Regions from separate parts of the Mus musculus genome. Here region 1 is linked to region 2. The links are chromatin contacts, called in public ChIA-PET maps. All regions are on one chromosome and are shown on one strand. The core of a region is the stretch at or near the end of the contact, and the rest is flanking DNA. Distances in the headings are between cores, read along the strand shown.

Region 1 (4,575 bases), core at 1,842-4,341, 38 kb after region 2:
ACAGCTCTAGCTGGCCTAGAACTCACTATGTAGAACCCACTGGCCTTGAACTCACAGAGCCTGCCTCTGCCTTCCAAGAGTGGTGATTAAAGGTATGCACAACCATGCCTGACTCCATTACCTTTATAGCACCTCTAACAAGAATCTCTACTTAACACATGGTATACGCACAGAAATATTTACTGAATGAATCAGTAGCATAAAGTAGATATTTAAATTATTAAATGTTTTATTAAAACGACTGGGGTATAGCTCAGTAGTAGAGCATGTTATTATCATGTACAAGGCTTTGGTTTCCATCCTTAGCAGCTACATGAATAAATAAGTAAGTAAGCTACAGAAGGACAAGACACAGGAGGATATGACCTGAAGGCAGATATGGGGTAGGGGTAATAAAACACGGTGAAGGGCTAGAGATGGAGCTCAGTAGCTAGCCACCCTGCATGTGCAAGGTTCTAGGTTTGATTCAGCACCACCACAACATCAAAAACAAAGAAGTAACCTTTAAAGCTAGACGAGCATATGACATCAAAGTAGGAATTAGCATAGGAGAAACCTGGAGAAGTTAATTAGGACCCTAGGAAAAATACCCCTAGGAAAATACCCTATATGAAGTGGCTTCTAACTTACACATTTCCTATTCCTGTTGTATTACTAAAAAACAGTATGCCAATAGCAGCTATATCTTCAATACAAGTAATTTTTCTAAAATCTGTAATTTATGATACTTATAGTTGACATCTTCTTTAACTTTATTTTTTATTATTATTAATTTTTAAAATTTATTTATTGTATGTAAGTACACTGTAGCTGTCTTCAGACACACCAGAAGAGGGCGCCAGATCTCACTGCGGATGGTTGTGAGCTACCCTGTGGTTGCTGGGATTTGAACTCAGGACCTCCAGAAGATTAGTCAATGCTCTTAACTGCTGAGCAATCTCTCCAGCCCATTTTTTTTGTTTTGTTTTGTTTTTCGAGACAGGGTTTCTCTGTATAGCCCAGGCTGTCCTGGAACTCACTTTGTAGACCAGCTGGCCTCGAACTCAGAAATCCACCTGCCTCTGCCTCCCAAAGGTGTGCGCCACCACTGCCCAGCTTTTTAATATTTTTAAGTGTGTCTGTGTATACATGTACACAGGAGTGCAGGTTCTAACAATTTTTTAAATTATTTTTTATTTTAAAATTTAAAATAAAATTTATCTTTATTTTATTAAAAAAACATAGCCAGCTGGACAGTGGTGACACATGCCTTTAATCCCAGCACTTGGGAGGCAGAGGCAGGCGGATTTCTGAGTTTGAGGCCAGCCTAGTCTACAGAGTGAGTTCCAGGACAGCCAGGGCTACACAGAGAAACCCTGTCTCGAAAAACCAGTAATAATAGTAGTAGTAGTAGTAGTAGTAGTAATAATAATAATAATAATAATAATAACAATAATAGAGCCTTGAATTCCACCACTTGGGAGGCAGAAGCAGGAGGATCCCTGTAAGTTTGAGCCAGCATGGTCTACATAGCAATTTTCAGGCCAGGCAGAACTATATAGTGAGACTTTGTCTCAAAAACATAAAATAAAACTTATAAATGCACAAGGCTCTTGGAGTTGATCTCCAGCACAAAAGAAGAAGTGAGAAAGCTTGATAGAATAAACTCCTTTATCAATTGATTACAATTAAAAGTGATTTGTTTCTGTAACTGAGTAAAGTAAATGCATACCTATAAAATCTCTCTCTCTCTCTCTCTCTCTCTCTCTCTCTCTCTCTCTCTCTCTCTCTCTTACACACACACATACATACACATATAGCAACAGAATTCAGGGGAGATTATTCAGTGGGTAAATTCCAGCAGGTGGATAGTGAGTAGGGGGATCCCCGAGGAAGCCAGCCAGACATACCAACCAACTCCAAGAGACCCTGCCCCAATTAAGATGGAGAGACATTTAAGAAGATTCCCACTAACATCGGTGTAGTGGTGGAGGGTGGTGTGTGTGTGTGCCCGTGTGTGTGTTCACACCCAGTGTGCCCACAAGTGTGCAAAAATAAAAGATTTCAAACGCACCCGGAGCAATAAGTTATCACTGCCTGAATCAATAGACAAACTTGTAGGTTTCTCACACCCAATACTGAGGTTGTTTCTCTCAAGAACCCTAACGCGCCCTAACACATTAGGAACTTTAGTAAAAAAGGAGTTGGCAAGTGGCTATGCCGGGAAATGACACTCATGCGTCTGGCTCCACAAGTAGACTTTCTTTGACTGTGCTACAAACCCAACAACACCCTAACCATTGGGCTCACTTTTTCCGCAGCGTTGCCCGTACATCATATGATGACTACATGCAAGAAGCCTGGAGCGAAGTGGTCCAGATTCACACCCAACTCCATCTCTGAGAGGACCAACGCTCTGGTCTCACAGGTTTCTGACACACCGCCTGTCATCAGCCACGAGAGAAACGCACTAGGCTCGACTGGCTACGTTAAGTGGTAAATGATAGATTTCCAGGGGAAAATATTTCTCGGGAGACTGAGGCAGGAGGTTGGCGAGTTCTATAGAAGCCATCTTGGGTACCCTGTGAGTTCAAAGCCAACCAGAGCTACACAGAGAGACCCGGGTGGTAGCGGTGTCTCGGGCGGCCGAAGAACTAATGAAGCCAACTACCACAAGACAAGCAAAGTAACGTGGGGCAGGCAGCGGGCCTAGGCGGTCCTCGGACGGTCCGTTAGCCGGGCGGGCGACCAGGCTACCAGGAAGCTCGGATAGCAAGAGAGGGCGCTCCGGACGACGACCGCCGCCCGCAGAGGGAGGGGAACCCCGGGGGGCGCGAGCGCCCGGGCTGCCCGGCAGCTGCGAGAGCGACCCGGCCGGCATCGGCTTCCGCCCGGCCGAGAGGCCTAGTCGCTGCGAGGCGCGCCTCGGGAGCAGCGGCAGCCGCCCGGCAGACAGCGAGAAGCAGGCGGCCCCGACGGCCGCGGAGTGCAGAGGCGACGCGTACTCACCGCGGATCTGGCAGCGCCGCCCAGCGCCTCCTGAACGCTGGGGGTCGCGAGCGGCCGCAACTCTTTAGAAAGAGGAGAGCCCGCGCGGCGGCGCGAGGCGGCAGGGGCGGGGAGGGGCGGGGCGAGGGGCGGGGCGCGCAGGCGCGGAGCCCTGTGGGCCGCTGTATGCTCACACAGTTCCTGGGTCCCTGAGTGCTGTTAAGAGAGGGGTTTAGGGGAAACCAAAGAAAGCCAATAGGGTCCCTAGACACCCTTCGAAATAAGCTCTGCTGCATCAAGCTTCCTCTGGTTAATTTATTTGCATGAATCCAAAATTACGTTCAAATTAAATGTTCACATGACTAGTTAGAAACTCTCAGATGGTATAATGTTAATTAATGTCTGATCGTCTTAGCGGAATTTAAGCATCCTAAAACACAAAAATACTGAATCTTGCTCTCTGCTAAGGAGAGATTACAAGAGTGGAGGGCGGGTATGATTGTAGGGGGAGATGAGTGGGATGGAGTGCATGATGTGAAATCCACAAAGAACCAATAAAAAGTAAAAAAAAAAAAAAAAACTAAAATAATAATAATAATACTGAAATTTCTACAACATATATTTCCTTGAAATATATGCTCCAGAAAGTCCATTTCCTTGAGGAGGAAAAAAAAAAAAAGGCAACAGCAGAAATGTCAAAGGTGAATAAAATATGAAATATTCCTACAATAAAATTTAACAAATAAAACTCAAGGTTTGATAGCGCCTAAAAAAATCTTACTAAGCTGGGCGTGGTGGCGCACGCCTTTAATCTCAGCACTCAGGAGGCAGAGGCAGGCAGATTTCTGAGTTCGAGGCCAGCCTGGTCTACAAAGTGAGTTCCAGGACAGCCAGGGCTATACAGAGAAACCCTGTCTCAAAAAAAAACAAAAAAACAAAAAACAAAACAAAACAAACAAACAAAAAAATCTTACTGAAGGGGCTGGAGAGATGGCTCAGTGGTTAAGAGTACTGACTGCTCTTCCAGAGATCCTGAGTTCAGTTCCCAGCAACCACATGGTAACCATCTGTAATGAGATCTGATGCCCTCTTCTGAAGACAGCTACAGTGTACTCATATACATAAAAATAAATCTTAAAAAAAAATCTTACTGAAGCCAGGACTTTTATCTCAGAACTCAGAAGGCATTGGTAGGTCCGTTTCCCCACCTCTCCCAAAAAGGGGATGGTGGTGGTGACGGTGGTGGGTAGTCTCACTGAAATTATAGCAAGCCAACAAATGTGAACACTCTCATATGCTTTTCATAAGCTTACAAAAAGTAGTTCATAGTTTGTGGGAAACAGTACTCCTAAAAGCATAGGTTAATGGACCAGATGATAGATGGATACATCGTGGTAATGATAAAGCAATGGGAGGAGGAGACAAATAGAAAGTGGAATAAACAGGACCTCAGCTAGGGGTCAAAAACCAGGACTAACGACACATGCCACAACTTTGACTCTGGCCCGAGCTGCCCAAGTAATAAGCCAAGCGGGGCTGCATTCCACTTGGCAGCTCCGCTCCTTTATCTGTATGTACTTGACACGGGTTCCTCTCCAACACACCCTG
Region 2 (4,177 bases), core at 1,305-3,804:
GACCTGAGAACAGCCCAACGTTTTGAAAATACATAAACATTTCACAAGTCCCCTTGGGTCTGAATTCACTGTTAAGCAAAGATTATTCTTGACTTTTTGTTGCTTCTTCAGATCACATAGTAGACAAGCAAGCAAAGAGTCATATTAATTTCAAAACCAAATCACTCCTAAGCAGAAAATAAGGTTGATAATCAGAACCTGTGTCCACTAGAAACAAGTGTATGAGCGTGAATGTAATGATAAACACATACACACATAAATCATAAATAACTCGTCTCAGAATAGTTTCAATAGTCAGAAACTTAACAGGAATAAAAAGGTAGATGAGTAATATCAGAATTCAGTCAAGCCATGGGGCACTCACCAGGGCAAACAGTGGTTTCTTCTGCAGAACTTTCCGGCATAAGAACTAAACTTCTCTTACTGGTCAAAGCTGCAATGCTGAAAACAGAATCAAATGACAAGTAAACTCCTCATAGAATAAAGCAGAGCACAGGCCACAAGCAATGGTTCTTTAAATATCTGCAAGTAAACAGATATGTTCTGTACAGTGTCACAGGCAGAAAGCAAAGCACCCATAGCGCACGGAGCCAGGTAGAGGGAAAATAAGCATGCTTTCAACTTTGGGTCCAGTGAGATCCATAAATGAAACAAAGCTCCCTTTTGTTGTCTTCACAACAGAAGGTTAAAGGGTAAGGAGTACCAGTAACTATCAGAGAAGACCAAAATTATACTACAGTATAAAACTGTCGAAGGTGTTTTGCAGTCTGGCTACCAGTTACAGCATTGTGAAGGGAGGAGACACATAAACGCAGAAAGCATGGAGAGTCTCCTGACAGCACAGTACTTTCTCCTCAGGTTACAGTTAAAGTTTCTCTTTATCCTGAGATACAGCTTTCCAAGCAACAAAAATAAAATAAAATCCCAAACTATCCTACAGCAAAAATCTGCCCACACAAGTTGAGTATCTCTTCTGGGAAAACCTTAATTATGAATGACTTCCTTATCCAACCTTCTGGTTTTTCCTGCCTGTTTGTTCATGGAGTGTGATCTCTGCCTGACACCAGAACACATGGCTGAGAGATCTGAGAATCTGAAATAGCCCCCTCATGCTTCACAGAGTTTTACGATTAGTTTGATCAAGTATGCAAGAAGACACTTAAAAACACAAATCCTCACATCAACCAAGAGCCACAGAAAAGAGAGACTAGCCACCACTGAGACTCATGATAAATAACTAAACCATGACAGGAAACCACAAGTGATTTCTCCTTCTAAATAAAACATTTCAGAACATTTGTTATAAACCTAAGCTAGACACAGTTTACACTGCATGTAACATTAGGACTCTATTCAAAAAGTCTATCACAAGACAATTTGCTGACATTTATAAAATGGGCTAATCAATTTGAAGTCAAACCACATTGTATGTGATTTCAACTCTCTCTTGGTGACAAAGTGTGTAATCATTTATTAAAACCTACATCTGCTCTGCACAGGCTCACCAAAATAAAACAGAGAGGCCTACAGAGAGCACAAGGCCAACTCCAGTTTAGAACATTTCCAAAAGTATCTTAACAGCAAAAGAATCAAACTATCATCATACTCTTCAGCATAGGGACAGACACCTAATACTATCCACCGAAAGTTTAATAAAGACCACTACCTAAATTCCAGCAATGGTAACTGGGCCTTAAACTCCATATGAGAGATGACAGACACTCGATACAAAGATCAGCTCCTGAGAAATCCTCCAAACTCAACTGTCAGACAAAAGGGAAAAGTGGCTAGAAACCTGACCCAGCTAATAACCAATTAGCCATTCTCTATTATTAAAGAAGAATGATTTGGAAGATAAACTCCAACTAATCAAGAATGAAAAAAGTAGGCTGGAGAGATGGCTCAGCAGTTAGGAGCACTGACTGCTCTTCTGAAGGTCCTGAGTTCAAATCCCAGCAACCACATGGTGGCTCACAACCATCTGTAATGAGATCTGATGCTCTCTTCTGGGGTGTCTGAAGACAGCTACAGTGTACTTACATATAATAAATCTTTTTTTAAAAAATGAAAGAAATATGCAAATATAGTATCGGATAAGACTAACCAGACACAATGGTAAGAGTATTGAGTAAAGGTGGTACAGAATTTCTGTGGCCTGAATAATACACAAGCTTAAGAAGTAAGATTTACAAGGCTGGAGAGATAGCTCAGCAGTTACGAGCATTGGTTGCTCTTCAAAAGGACCTGAGTTCAATTTCCAGTAATCACTCTATCTGTAGTGCAGCTCACAACTATCTGTAATACCAGCTTGTGGGGATCTGATGCATATAAATACCAATGCATATAAAATAAAAATAAAGAAATCATTAAAAAAAAAGAAAGAAGATTTGGAAATGCACATAGTAATTACACAGTAAGTGCATAAGCAGACGGTAATATGGCTGCCTCGTGGGAGCCAGTAAAGGAGACCATCAGAATAAGGAAAATCAGACTGCCAAAAAAGATAGAGGGAAAAGCTTTGAAAATCTAACAGGAAGTGAAAGCATACTGGAGTAGAGCAAGAACAAAGGCACCACACACACATCAAGCTGAGCACATTAGCTACACAGGTCCTCAGCACACAGAAGAAACTCAGCAGCCACTTCAAAATGCAAGCCAGATAAAAGCAAGGCAGGTCTACCCCTAGGATAAGTCCCAGTCCTTACAAGCCTCAAATCCAGTTTGAGATTTCCATGAGGCAGTGATTACTCCAGTAGACAGATCTATAGTAGAGACAAATCTCATTTGTGTTATACCATATGGCTTAGAATGCAATGGCCAGGCACCATTTTGGAGGTCAGGGGGATTCTATTGTTAAAAACTGAGTCTGGAGAGGTGGCTCAATGGTTAAGAGCACTGATGTTCCTCCTAAGAACCCGGTTCAATCCTCAGCACCCACATGGCAGCTGCAAATGTCTGGGAATCTGATGTGTTCTTCTGACATCCAAGGGTACCAGACACAAATTTACATGCAGCTACAATACCCATACACATAAAAATAAATAAAAATTTAAAAAACAAAAGACAGAACTACACTGGGGTCTGAGGTATGGAACATCTACAAGATAGGATGCCTCAATATGATCTGCCACTAATCTTTAGTCAGGGAAGCCTCTTAAAAGCAGTTGTGGACAGCAGCAGGGCTGGACTCTAGCCAAAGGGTACAGGCAACATGAGACTGGCTTAGATTGGATCATGTTTAAGGAAAGACAACCCATCCATGCTCAGTGGTCGGGAACAGATCTCATCAACAAGAGCTATGCTGGAGTTTAATAGCTCTGAGCCTTAGGCCAGTAAGCAGATCAAACTTTACAATCACCTACCTAAATTCATTACTGTTAAGCCCAAGAACTCTCAAGTACCTGGGGTGTAATGAGAGACAAAAAGGCATCTCTCCAGTAGGGTGATTAATATACAGGGGGCCTTGAAAATACCAAGGCAGGCCTTTTGCCTGTACCAATCTCAGTGCTGATATGATTTCCACACTTCCAACCCACTCGGGAGGCACTCCTTAGATAAACAGCCACTCAAGAAGATACAATATAGGCAGGCTAAAGAGGATGTGAAACTCTGTCCAGCCCACAGAATGCAAAGCTAAGTGTATCTAACAAACCCTGACATGCAAAGAAAGAAAATGGTTGTGAAGAGCGCTCTGGAAGATAGCAATACAGACTCTGTAACAACATGAACCAAAGGAAAGCCACACCAACAGTTCACAGTCCAACCAACCCTCCTCCTGACTCCACAGGCATTATTCAAGGACCCAGAAAGAAGCTTCGGCAACAGCTCACCTTTCCCTCTCTCTGTAGTTATGTTGTTCTGTGCTTAGGTGTGACTTTTCTCCCCTACATGTTTAAAGGGACTTTACGTTTCTCATTTGTATTACTTGTGTGCATGTGTACATGCAAAGGCATAGAGATCAGAGGACAATTTTTTTCAAGTTAGAACTCTCTTTCCACCACATCGTCTGGGGAGCAGATCAGGTCATCAAGCTTGGGGAACAAGCACCTTTAGCCCTATTATCCAGGATTTTTCTTGTTTTATTTTGCTTTTTGAGATAGGATCTCTCTATGTAGGCCTAGATGTCCTAAAACTCACTATGTAGACCAGGCTGGACTCAAACTCACCAAAATCCTTC

Evidence for each region. ChIA-PET counts read pairs in DNA pulled down with a chosen protein or histone mark.
Region 1: an RNA polymerase II ChIA-PET map of memory CD8 T cells shows a contact between it and region 2, with 61 read pairs. The contact joins the promoter of Uimc1 here to the enhancer-like site in region 2. A contact is called at or near these places in 2 of 39 promoter capture datasets (the SN4741 cell line and macrophages), 1 of 15 datasets of contacts at CTCF or cohesin (CD8 T cells), 6 of 115 datasets of contacts at active chromatin or transcription factors (CD8 T cells, the SCID.adh cell line, bone marrow-derived macrophages and 2 more) and 3 of 9 other capture datasets (adipose tissue, liver and pancreatic islet).

What each region holds. Positions count from the first base shown.
Region 1 is chr13:55,097,209-55,101,783 of GRCm38.p6, forward strand. Uimc1 (ubiquitin interaction motif containing 1) reads right to left here and starts at 3,092. Exons shown (of 15, transcript NM_011307.3): 1 at 2,989-3,092.
Region 2 is chr13:55,059,902-55,064,078 of GRCm38.p6, forward strand. Uimc1 (ubiquitin interaction motif containing 1) reads right to left here. Exons shown (of 15, transcript NM_011307.3): 8 at 365-441. Among named protein-coding and RNA genes, the nearest start is that of Uimc1, 38 kb to the right of the region's middle. Within about 2 kb of position 2,555, at least 22 of the 459 cell types and tissues checked have an H3K27ac peak or open chromatin away from gene starts, as enhancers often do. A contact at or near this core is called in bone marrow-derived macrophages and memory CD8 T cells, where this site is marked.